Regions from separate parts of the Mus musculus genome. Here region 2 is linked to region 1. The links are chromatin contacts, called in public HiChIP or PLAC-seq maps. All regions are on one chromosome and are shown on one strand. Each heading gives the region's core, a stretch centred on a gene start, on an enhancer-like site or on the middle of the called end of the contact. The rest is flanking DNA. Distances are from core to core; before and after follow the strand shown. Region 1 holds the start of Zfp960 (zinc finger protein 960). Region 2 holds the start of Lnpep (leucyl/cystinyl aminopeptidase).

Region 1 (4,632 bases), core at 1,997-4,496:
AGCTCTCTTTGTGAATTCAGATGAGCAAAAGGGTTTGTATGTCTCTGCAGCCACTCATACTTCTTTGTAATTTCAGGACAACAACTGAAGCCCACATGCAAAACAATGGTAAAGAACAATTTAATGTCTGCTTTGTGCCAAGCACCATGCACACCTGAAAAACCCCTGAAACTCAAAACTCCTTATATGGCCTGGAATTTAATTTCCATAAACACAACCATGTGGCTGGTAATTCAATTAAATTCAAAAAATTAAAATCAAATCAAATTAAATATTCGAAAGAAATTAAATTAAAAATGTTGCAACAATTGAAGGTAGATGTGGCCATAAATGTGAAAGCAAGCAGTGGTTAATAGGAGGTGACAGAAAAAGGAAATAAAAAGGAAAGGAACATGGCTGTTCCTAGACATGGTGGAACAGAAAGTTTATTGCTGATACATGGGAGAGTGGAGTTAGAGACAGGCACATCTTAGAGAGTGACCAGAATCAAGTGGAACCAAAGCCATGTGAAGAGAGGAAGGAGAGGAGAGGAAAACCAGACAAAGTGATGAGGTGGGTAAATGATAGATGAAAAAGATATTCTAACAAATTTGGGTGGATTACATAAGGAAGGGGAGCAGGGAGATGTATACCCCAATCCCTAAGATCCAGGGTGTGCTTTGTTAGGCATACACTGTAAAGGGTAACTGGGGGATTTGGGGAGAAACTGACATTCTGGCCTGCTTTGATTTGTTAAATAGGCACCTAAGCCATTTGTGCTGGGCCATAAGACTTAACAACAGTGAGAAAGGATAAACCTAAAGGATTTAATTATAATATCAAAATTTATTTTTAAAAGCTGAAATTGGCTTTATGATTGAAAAGTTATCCAAGTATTAGACAAACCAGGTATTACTCATACATTTCTCTCCCAATGCACACTGTAAAATTGGAATAGTAAAATTCCTACTAGGCACAGACACAGAAATTTGTCAAGCACTTACATGTTGGTTGAATTCATGTACGTACAGATATTTAGTTTCTAAAAATTAATCCATTTCCTTCTCTAGATTCTTGATTGTCTTTTTCTGTGAACCACGTAAATTTTCAAGTTTGGCCTTTTATTGATCATCTAACATTGATAACATTAGTATGCACTGATAATAGAAGGTATTTTAAAAGAAAGCTCCCTCCATCATTCTTCCCACTCCCTTTGGTTGCTGTGAATACACCATTTTCAAAGTTGGTCAGTGAAATCAATTGTTACCAATGTCCCTCTTGATCTATAATTTCCCCTAGAATGTTGTGGAGGTAGGAGAACATTCATTCATTCCTTCATTCATATCTCTCTGTCTTTTTCCCTCATTGACCAGTCAGGGCTCATCCTGGAAGAATTTATATGCTTCTCTTCAGGCATTGGACAGCAGAAGCAGGATTAGGTATTCAAAGAAATTACATAGCAAAAGGCAAGTCTGGGCTATAGAAGAAATTCCTCTAAATAGAAACAAATAATCATAGCAGTTGAGAAAACGGATAAAATACTTAAATTCTCCAGAAACACTAAAGAGAAAAAAAAATCTAGATGTTCAGAGAAATTCTAAGAAAATGAAACTTAAAAAGTGTTATCAAGAGCCGGGCGTGGTGGCATACACCTTTAATCCCAGCACTTGGGAGGCAGAGGCAGGCGGATTTCTGAGTTCAAGGCCAGCCTGGTCTACAAAGTGAGTTCCAGGACAGCCAGAGCTACACAGAGAAACCCTGTCTCAAAAAACCAAAAAAAAAAAAAAAAAAAAAAAAAAAAAAAAAAAAAAAGTGTTATCAAGAATTGACTTCTTTAAAAGATAGATATTATTGAAAGTATGAATAGGTACAGTGTCTTTCAACAAGAGCAGGCCATTACCTTGTAGGCAAATACAGCAAACCAGTAGCCAACATCAAATTAAATGGAGAGAAACTTAAAGCAATCCTACTAAAATCAGGGACTAGACAAGGCGGCACACTTTCTCCATAACTATTGAAGTCCTAGCAAGAGCAATTCCACAACAAAGAAGATCAAGGGGATACAAATTGGAAATGAAAAAGTCAAAATATCATTATTTGCAGAGGATATGATAGTATCTATAAGTGATCCTAAAAATTCTACCAGAGAACTCCTAAACCTGATAAACAACTTCAGTGCAGTAGCTGGATATAAAATGAACTCAAATAAATCAGAGGCCTTTCTCTACAGAAATGATAAACAGGATGAGAAAGAAATAGGGAAACAACACCCTTCACAATAGTCACAATTAATATAAAATACATTGGTGTGACTCTAACTAAGGAAGTGAAAGATCTGTATAATAACTTCAAGTCTCTGAAGAAAGAAATCAAAGAAGATCTCAGGAGATGGAAACGTCTCCCATGCTCATGTATTGGCAGGATTAGTATAGTAAAAGTGACTATCTTGCTGAAAGCAATCTACAGATACACAGCAATCCCCACCAAAATTGGAACTCAATTCTTCACAGAATTAGAAAGGGCAATTTGTAAATAAATCTAGAATAACAAAAATCCTAGGATATCAAAAACTATCTCAACAACAAAAGAACCTTTGGTGGAATCATCATCCCGAAACTCAAGCTGTAGTACAGAGCAATTGTGATAAAAAACAAAAACAAAAACAAACAAACAACCCCCTTCATGTTACTGGTACAGTGACAGTCAGATCAATGAAGCTGAATTTAAGATCCAGAAATAAACTCACACATCTATGTCCACTTAATCTTTGACAAAGGAGCTCAAACCATCCAGGGGAAAGAGGACAGCATCTTCAACAAATGTTGCTGGCTCAATTGGCGGTTAGCATGTAGAAGAATGCGAATTGATCCATTCTTACCTCCTTGTACAGAGCTCAATGCTAAAGGCCAAGAGAACAACTTGTAGAATACACGAAAGAAACTTAGCCTGTCTGACTTTGGCATCCTGCTAAGGGTGTTTCTATACACAGGACCCTGCTCGAAAGGTTTTGTGAATATTCAGCCCAGATAGTTAAGTTATGCAAGAGCCACCGTTGGGTCCAGAAGCGGCTAAAACCACGAGGCAACTCGCAGGTGCCTGCATGTAGCTGCTGGTTCCGACCCAGCCTTCCGTAGGACCCAGCACACCCGATCCCGCTCCTCACCTCTGTGGGAAGTGACAATATCCTCATCATGTCGCACTTTCAGAACTTGCCTGAGTTTCCTTCACAGTACCCAGCAGCACACAGGACAAATCACTTAAGCCTGCTTAATTACAGGGAACCAGCGAAAAGAATTCCGGAAGAACCACCCTCCTCTTATGACTGGCAGATCCCACAGGGAACCAGGAAAATCCCTTCCGGAAAAACCACCCTCCTCTAAGACTGTCAGATCCTCCTTCATGCCGTGATTGGCTAGTAAATCCTGAGTGACAGGAGCAACTCTCTCAGGGTGAGAGGGTGCAAACGCAACTCGGAATAGTGGTTCAGTGCACAGGTTTCCAATCTAGACGCACACCTATTCTAGATCAGCAGAGATTTGTATTTTGGTAGCAATTGTCCCAGGTTTCCGATAGCGTACACCCCAGCTATTGCCGTCCCTTCTCTCCAGCTCACCTCTGATTGGCTGCCTGCTCCTCCCCATTGTGAGCTGTGACTTTGTTCTCCAGAGCCAGGACTCAAATTCTGACCTGTGAGTCCACTGCCCTCAGAAGGTGCTTCCTCTTATTGCTAGTGGAATGAAGCATATTACTAAAGTTGCAGTGGAGTGGATAATCTGTCTTACAAGTGGAAGGATGCCCAGTTTAACTGCTAGTTAAAGAGTGACTTTAAGAAACAACGTTTTGTATTGTGGCTTCTTACTGGGTTCTGGTAAATTGCACAAACTTTCCAGCTGGAGCTCTATTGTTATTCTATAATCTACTATTCTATTGTCTATTCCTCAGTAGGAAAGTGCCAAAAAATAAAATAAAATCTCAACCCAAAAACACAGGTGTACTAGGAAAATGCTCTAGGGTCTCTCTATGTATGTGGAAAGTAGATTTATTAGTATGGCTCCCAAGCTGATAGCCAACTCTTGCAACTATAACTCTATACCAATGGGAAGTTGAGCAATCCAGTGGTTGTTCAGTCCATGTGGCTGAATGTCTCAGCTGGTTTTCAGTATATATCATAATATGTATAGGAATAAAACGTAACAGCTGTAAGGAACCTAGAAACATGTAACGAATACATGTAATCATAAAAGTCGCCACAAAATCCATACGGGTGGTAAACCTTAAGCATTTAAAGAATGTGGGAGAGCTAGCACTACAGTATCCCTGACTGAAGACATAAGTATTTGTATGCCAGCCGGGCATGGTGGCGCACGCCTTTAATCCCAGTACACAAGAGGGAAAAGGCAGGCAGATTTCTGAGTTCGAGGCCACCCTCATCTACATCCAGAGTGAATTCTAGGACAGCCAGTGTTACACATAGAAACCCTGTCTCGAAAAATAAAATAAAATAAAATAAAAATAAAGAAGAAGAAGGAGAAGGAGAAGTAGAACACAAAGACGATGACAAAGAAGACAAAGAAGGGAAATATAAGACTTAAATAGTTTAAAAAAGAAGCATAAGACTTAAGATATAGGACTAGATGAAAAGGAACAGAGAGG
Region 2 (4,610 bases), core at 652-3,151, 560 kb before region 1:
CTATCTTTCACACAGTGAAAAGGCAGTAGCAGCGTTGAGATATGATGTCATGAACATTTGTACTGAGCACAAACAGACCAACTGGAGACATTCATTATAAAGACATTCAGTGGAAAGGTTTCAATGTGGGCAGTAAATTAGAAATATAAACATTATACTGTACTTATTTAATATATTGTGTAACGATTAAAAATGAGGACATAGCCCTAAAAAAATGAATGAAAAAAAAAACCTGCCCCACTGATCTTGTATTCTTGATAAACAATAAGCCTTTTGACAGCTAAGAGTGCTCTGAACATAATGGCAGGAGGAATCTTTATAGAACCCACTGTGTTTGTTGCTATTTTAGGTGTGTGGTCAGAGGATTCTCTGTAGGGGTGACATTTGAGTTAAGAAAATGACAGGAAGAAGTAAGCAAACAAAACACAAAGCTGTGGAACAATTTTGCAAGGAGGGTTTTGTTTTGTTTAAAAAAAAATAAGTAAAGGTACGGTTAACGATGCTGAATAAATCGCGCCAACTTCTAGGAGCCTTATGAAAGCTTCGGGGCCATTAAAGGGCGAGAATGTTAATGAGGTCCCAGAGTTAGGTAAGGAGTTTAGTGGTTACTCCAAGTACAGTTGGTTTTCACAGGGCGTTGTAAAACAGGAGTGGAACGTAGTGGATGTAATACAATCGACCTCTTAAAAACACTGCACTTCGGGTTTACTTCTTTGAACGTAGAATTTCCTTATCGATCGAACATCATCCCTTTCTCCTCTTTCGCCCAGGATATTTGTACAGGTTTAGATTTTGTTTGCACGGGTTGACAGCCTGGGAGGAGGAGTGTGTGACAGTTGGCTCGCGCAGTGAGGCCAAGGCCTAGCCAAGTCGCCGCAGGGGACGAAGCAGTGAGTGGGGAGGAAAGAGGAGCTGTGGCTGCGGTTGGGAGGGATGGGGGAGCCTCTTCGCGGGGTGTTGACTTCCGGCAGTTGGAGAAACAGGAGCTAGCAGGAGCTAACGCGGTCTCTACGTGTCTCGTAGGCTGCCGGGGACCGCCCCGATTTGGCACCGGAAACAATGGGGCCCGAGGCAAAGGCGCGAGTACTAGGGGAAGGGGGAACTTGGCTCCCTCCGGTCTAGCCCCGCGGAATCAGGCCGTGTACCCTGAAGGCTGGGAGCAGCCAACTGCTGGTGTCGAGTAAGGACAGGACTAGGCAGGCGGGCCTCTCTGCACACAACCTCTGCGCGCACGGTCCGTTCTCCTACACCCCGCTCCGGGTTTTGAGATCTGCTCGCAGTTCTAAGCCCAGCCCTAAGCAAAGGGCACCGATCGACTCCCGGGCCCCTCCCTTCCTCTGGCCTCCGGCTTTGCTGCAGCAGCAGCTGCTGCAGGGCGTTCTGCTAAAGGAGGGAAGTCGGGCCGACCACCGCCGCAGGGCTTGCTCCGGCGGTTAAGAAGAGCGCCGCCCCGGGCTAGCCCAGCGTAGAGGCCGACCCACCCTGGGCCTTGTCTTGCTTTCAGAACGCGAAGGGCGACAACCCCTCTGGCGACAGCATCACCGGCCGCATTTCCGGGCTCAGTACTGGGGTGGCCGCACCCGAAACACGGCCGGATGCAGTAGTAGGTGTACCAGTTGTCTGAACCGGGGTACTACAGCTCTGCGGCACAGACAGCGCGGCGGCTAGAAGTGAGCTCCGGGGGTGGGGCTCTAAGCCCCGCCCCAGCACTGCGCTCCTCCCCGCCGCCCCTGGGCGGAGTGGGCCTAGGGTTGAGCGATGCTTAGCGTCCACGCCTCAGTGGGTCTTTTGCAGCAGTTGCGAAAACCCGGAACGAAGGTGTTGTTGCCGTGCGGCGGAGCGGCGCCGCCCCTCGCCGCACCTCCCCGGCAGCCCTCGGAGGCCTTTGCTGGGCATGCTCAGTCGTCAGGACCGCTTCGGCTCTCGGAGTAGGAAGCTTGGGGCGCTGGGCTGGTAAGGACCCGCGGCGGGGCGAAGATGGAGTCCTTTACCAATGGTGAGTGGCTAGCCCGAGTCGCGGATTCCCGGGCTCTCAGGGTCCAGAGGGTCAGATGTGGCAAGGGGGTCAGGCTGCAGGCATCCCTGCCAAGGGTTTCCCAGGCGGGCCGGGGGGCGGCAGAGGGGCCAGGGTCGGCTGGGGCAGGCGTGAAGGTCAGCCCTCTCCCGGGGGCCAGCCCCGAACCTCCAGGTGAGGTAGTCGGCAAAGTTTGGGATGCTTGCGCGGTGGAGGGGGCGGCGGCAAAGTTGGCAACGGCGTTGGTCCTGGGGGAAGCGGCCGCGGCCAGGAGAAGCTGCGGCCCCGGCGAAAGCCTACTCGTGCGGGGAGCCTGGAGCTGTCCGCCCGTCCTTCACCGAGCTGTCCGCATGCCTTTCCGTAACAGGGCGGGGTGGGGCCGCGGCTGGCAGCGTGATTTAGTGCACTGCAGGGAAGGAAACTTACCGGGGGCTGGCTAGTACTGCTCGGTGTGGCGAAGATGCCGCCCCGCATTGCCACCCGTCTGCCTACCGCTGCTCCGCAGGTCGACCAAACTTCTTTTTACCAGCTAGTGATGTTTGATCTTCTAGTTAGAGATCCATTGAATATCAATGGCCCTTGTTGGGCTTATATCATAAGGTGGCATGGGTGTGTGTGTGTGAAAGTCAAAGCAGTCTGTGTCCAGAAAATAGCCACGGCCCTTTACTTCATGGCTTTTGTCTGGGCTTGTAGTGCTTGAGTCTCAATATAGAGGTGAGATGATGTCTCACCATTTTATGGTGTTTAAATATATGGATTCCACTTTAGGATGGAAAGTAGGAAAACTGCTAATAAAGGGTAGGGCTTAATGAGATTAGAGGATCCACTTTCTACTTGGCATGTGTTTCCAGTGTGGTTGGTTACTTCAGGTAGGTAGAAAGTCAGATTAATGGGAGAGAAGCATATTATTGTTGGGAGGGGGGTCGCATGCCACTTAAGGAACTGGGAAGGGGGAGGGGACACCCACTCTATCCACTCTAATGCCTAGGCTGGACTTTGTTGTGTTCTTTAACATTGTTTACCACATCGCTGGAGCTGTGACCTACTCATTATGTTCTCCTTTTCCCTAATTCGGGATGCTTTATTCTCCTGCCATCTTTCTGTCTGCAGTGTTTAATTAGGCTTAGTAATGACAGCTTTAACTCCAAATTTCTTTCTCATATGTGTTCTATTTGTAATTACCAAGTTTCTAAGAATAGTCTGGTAAACTTACTCAGAGAATTAAGGAAGATTTGAACTGAAAGGCACCATAGAGACCATCTAGGATTTGAGTGTAAAATGTGCTTAAAAGAGGTATAAAATTTTCCAAGACGTTTTCTTCCTTCTAGGCAGAATTATTGGAGCCTCCTTGTTTTAAATATGTAGGTAAGATTTTTAATTATGAAATCTTACCCAATTGAAAACAAGAATGAGTCATTTATTTAGTCAGGTTTTTCCCTGGTTGATTTGTTGAACTTCCCCCCTACATAATTAAAGTACATTTTCACACCATAAAGTTAAAATCTTTTCTCCTCCCATAGAATATCCTCCTTTAGATATATTTACAAACTGTCTCATTTGGGAAGACCATGGAGAAATCCTAGAGAAAAGAGGCAAAAGGTCAACTTTTCTAGTTCTTTTCTGTCTACCAGTTTTTCACAGTTGGTGTTGAAGGCTGATTGGCAATGTGTCATTTCAGTTAATGCTGTCCTCCTTTAAGAAGGAAAGCAGGAACTACATATAACTCTGATACTGCTAATTTAAGGTGCTTTGAAGACTTTAAGGCGGAATAGGTATTTAAAACTTTTAGAAGTTTGCTGTAGAATTTTCTCGTGTTCGAATACTATATAGTGTAAATTGTACTTATTTTTGTCATCTTACAATCTATGATTGAAGGATTTATCAAGCTTGTTTGTTTGTTTGTTTGTTTTTCAGGACAGGGTTTCTCTGTATAGCCCTGGCTGTCCTGGAACTCGCCTTTGTAGACCAGGCTGGCCTCAAACTCAGAAATCCACCTGCCTCCGCCTCCCGAGTGCTGGGAGTGCTGGGATTAGAGGCGTGCGCCAGCACGGGCCGGCCTGGATTTATTAAGCTTAATATTGGCTTTTGTAATTGATCCTCCTTTAGTAAATCTTTCTCATTTACATGCTCTTGAATGTCCCTGCATAAAGAGGTGTGTGTGTGTATAGATGTATAATAAAGTTTCAGTAGCTCTGAGCCCTTGGCTTTCTTAAAATACTGTCAGCAGTTCATTAACTGACTCACAAGTTCATAAAGTCGAGGAATTTAGTCTTGTCATTCCAACCTTCAGAACTCAGTGATTTCAGTAGCATTTTCTATGCTTTCACTATTTGCTGTGCAATGAGTTGCTATGGTGGCTCATTTTCTTGAGCCCTGTTCTCTGCCTGAAATAATAGGTTCATGTATTAATAAATATCTTGTGTTCATCAGTTCAGCTAATAACTGTTATAACCCATTTAAAATTAATGTTTCTAGAAAAGGCCTATAAAGATGGACTTTAGTGCCAGAAATTCCTATTTGGCTCAGGAAATAGTTTTTGCCTTGACCTTGAGAGGGACTGTTACCACACTGAAAGCTGGACATTTCGTCTGGCTCT

What was found. HiChIP or PLAC-seq counts read pairs in DNA pulled down with a chosen protein or histone mark.
Region 2: an H3K4me3 HiChIP or PLAC-seq map of embryonic stem cells shows a contact between it and region 1, with 11 read pairs. The contact joins the promoter of Lnpep here to the promoter of Zfp960 in region 1. A contact is called at or near these places in 3 of 115 datasets of contacts at active chromatin or transcription factors (embryonic stem cells, microglia and stem cell-derived neural progenitor cells).

What each region holds. Positions count from the first base shown.
Region 1 is chr17:17,062,717-17,067,348 of GRCm38.p6, reverse strand. Zfp960 (zinc finger protein 960) reads right to left here and starts at 3,246. Exons shown (of 4, transcript NM_001005358.2): 1 at 3,143-3,246. The coding sequence starts at 3,172.
Region 2 is chr17:17,621,780-17,626,389 of GRCm38.p6, reverse strand. Lnpep (leucyl/cystinyl aminopeptidase) reads left to right here and starts at 1,901. Exons shown (of 18, transcript NM_172827.3): 1 at 1,901-1,996. The coding sequence starts at 1,978.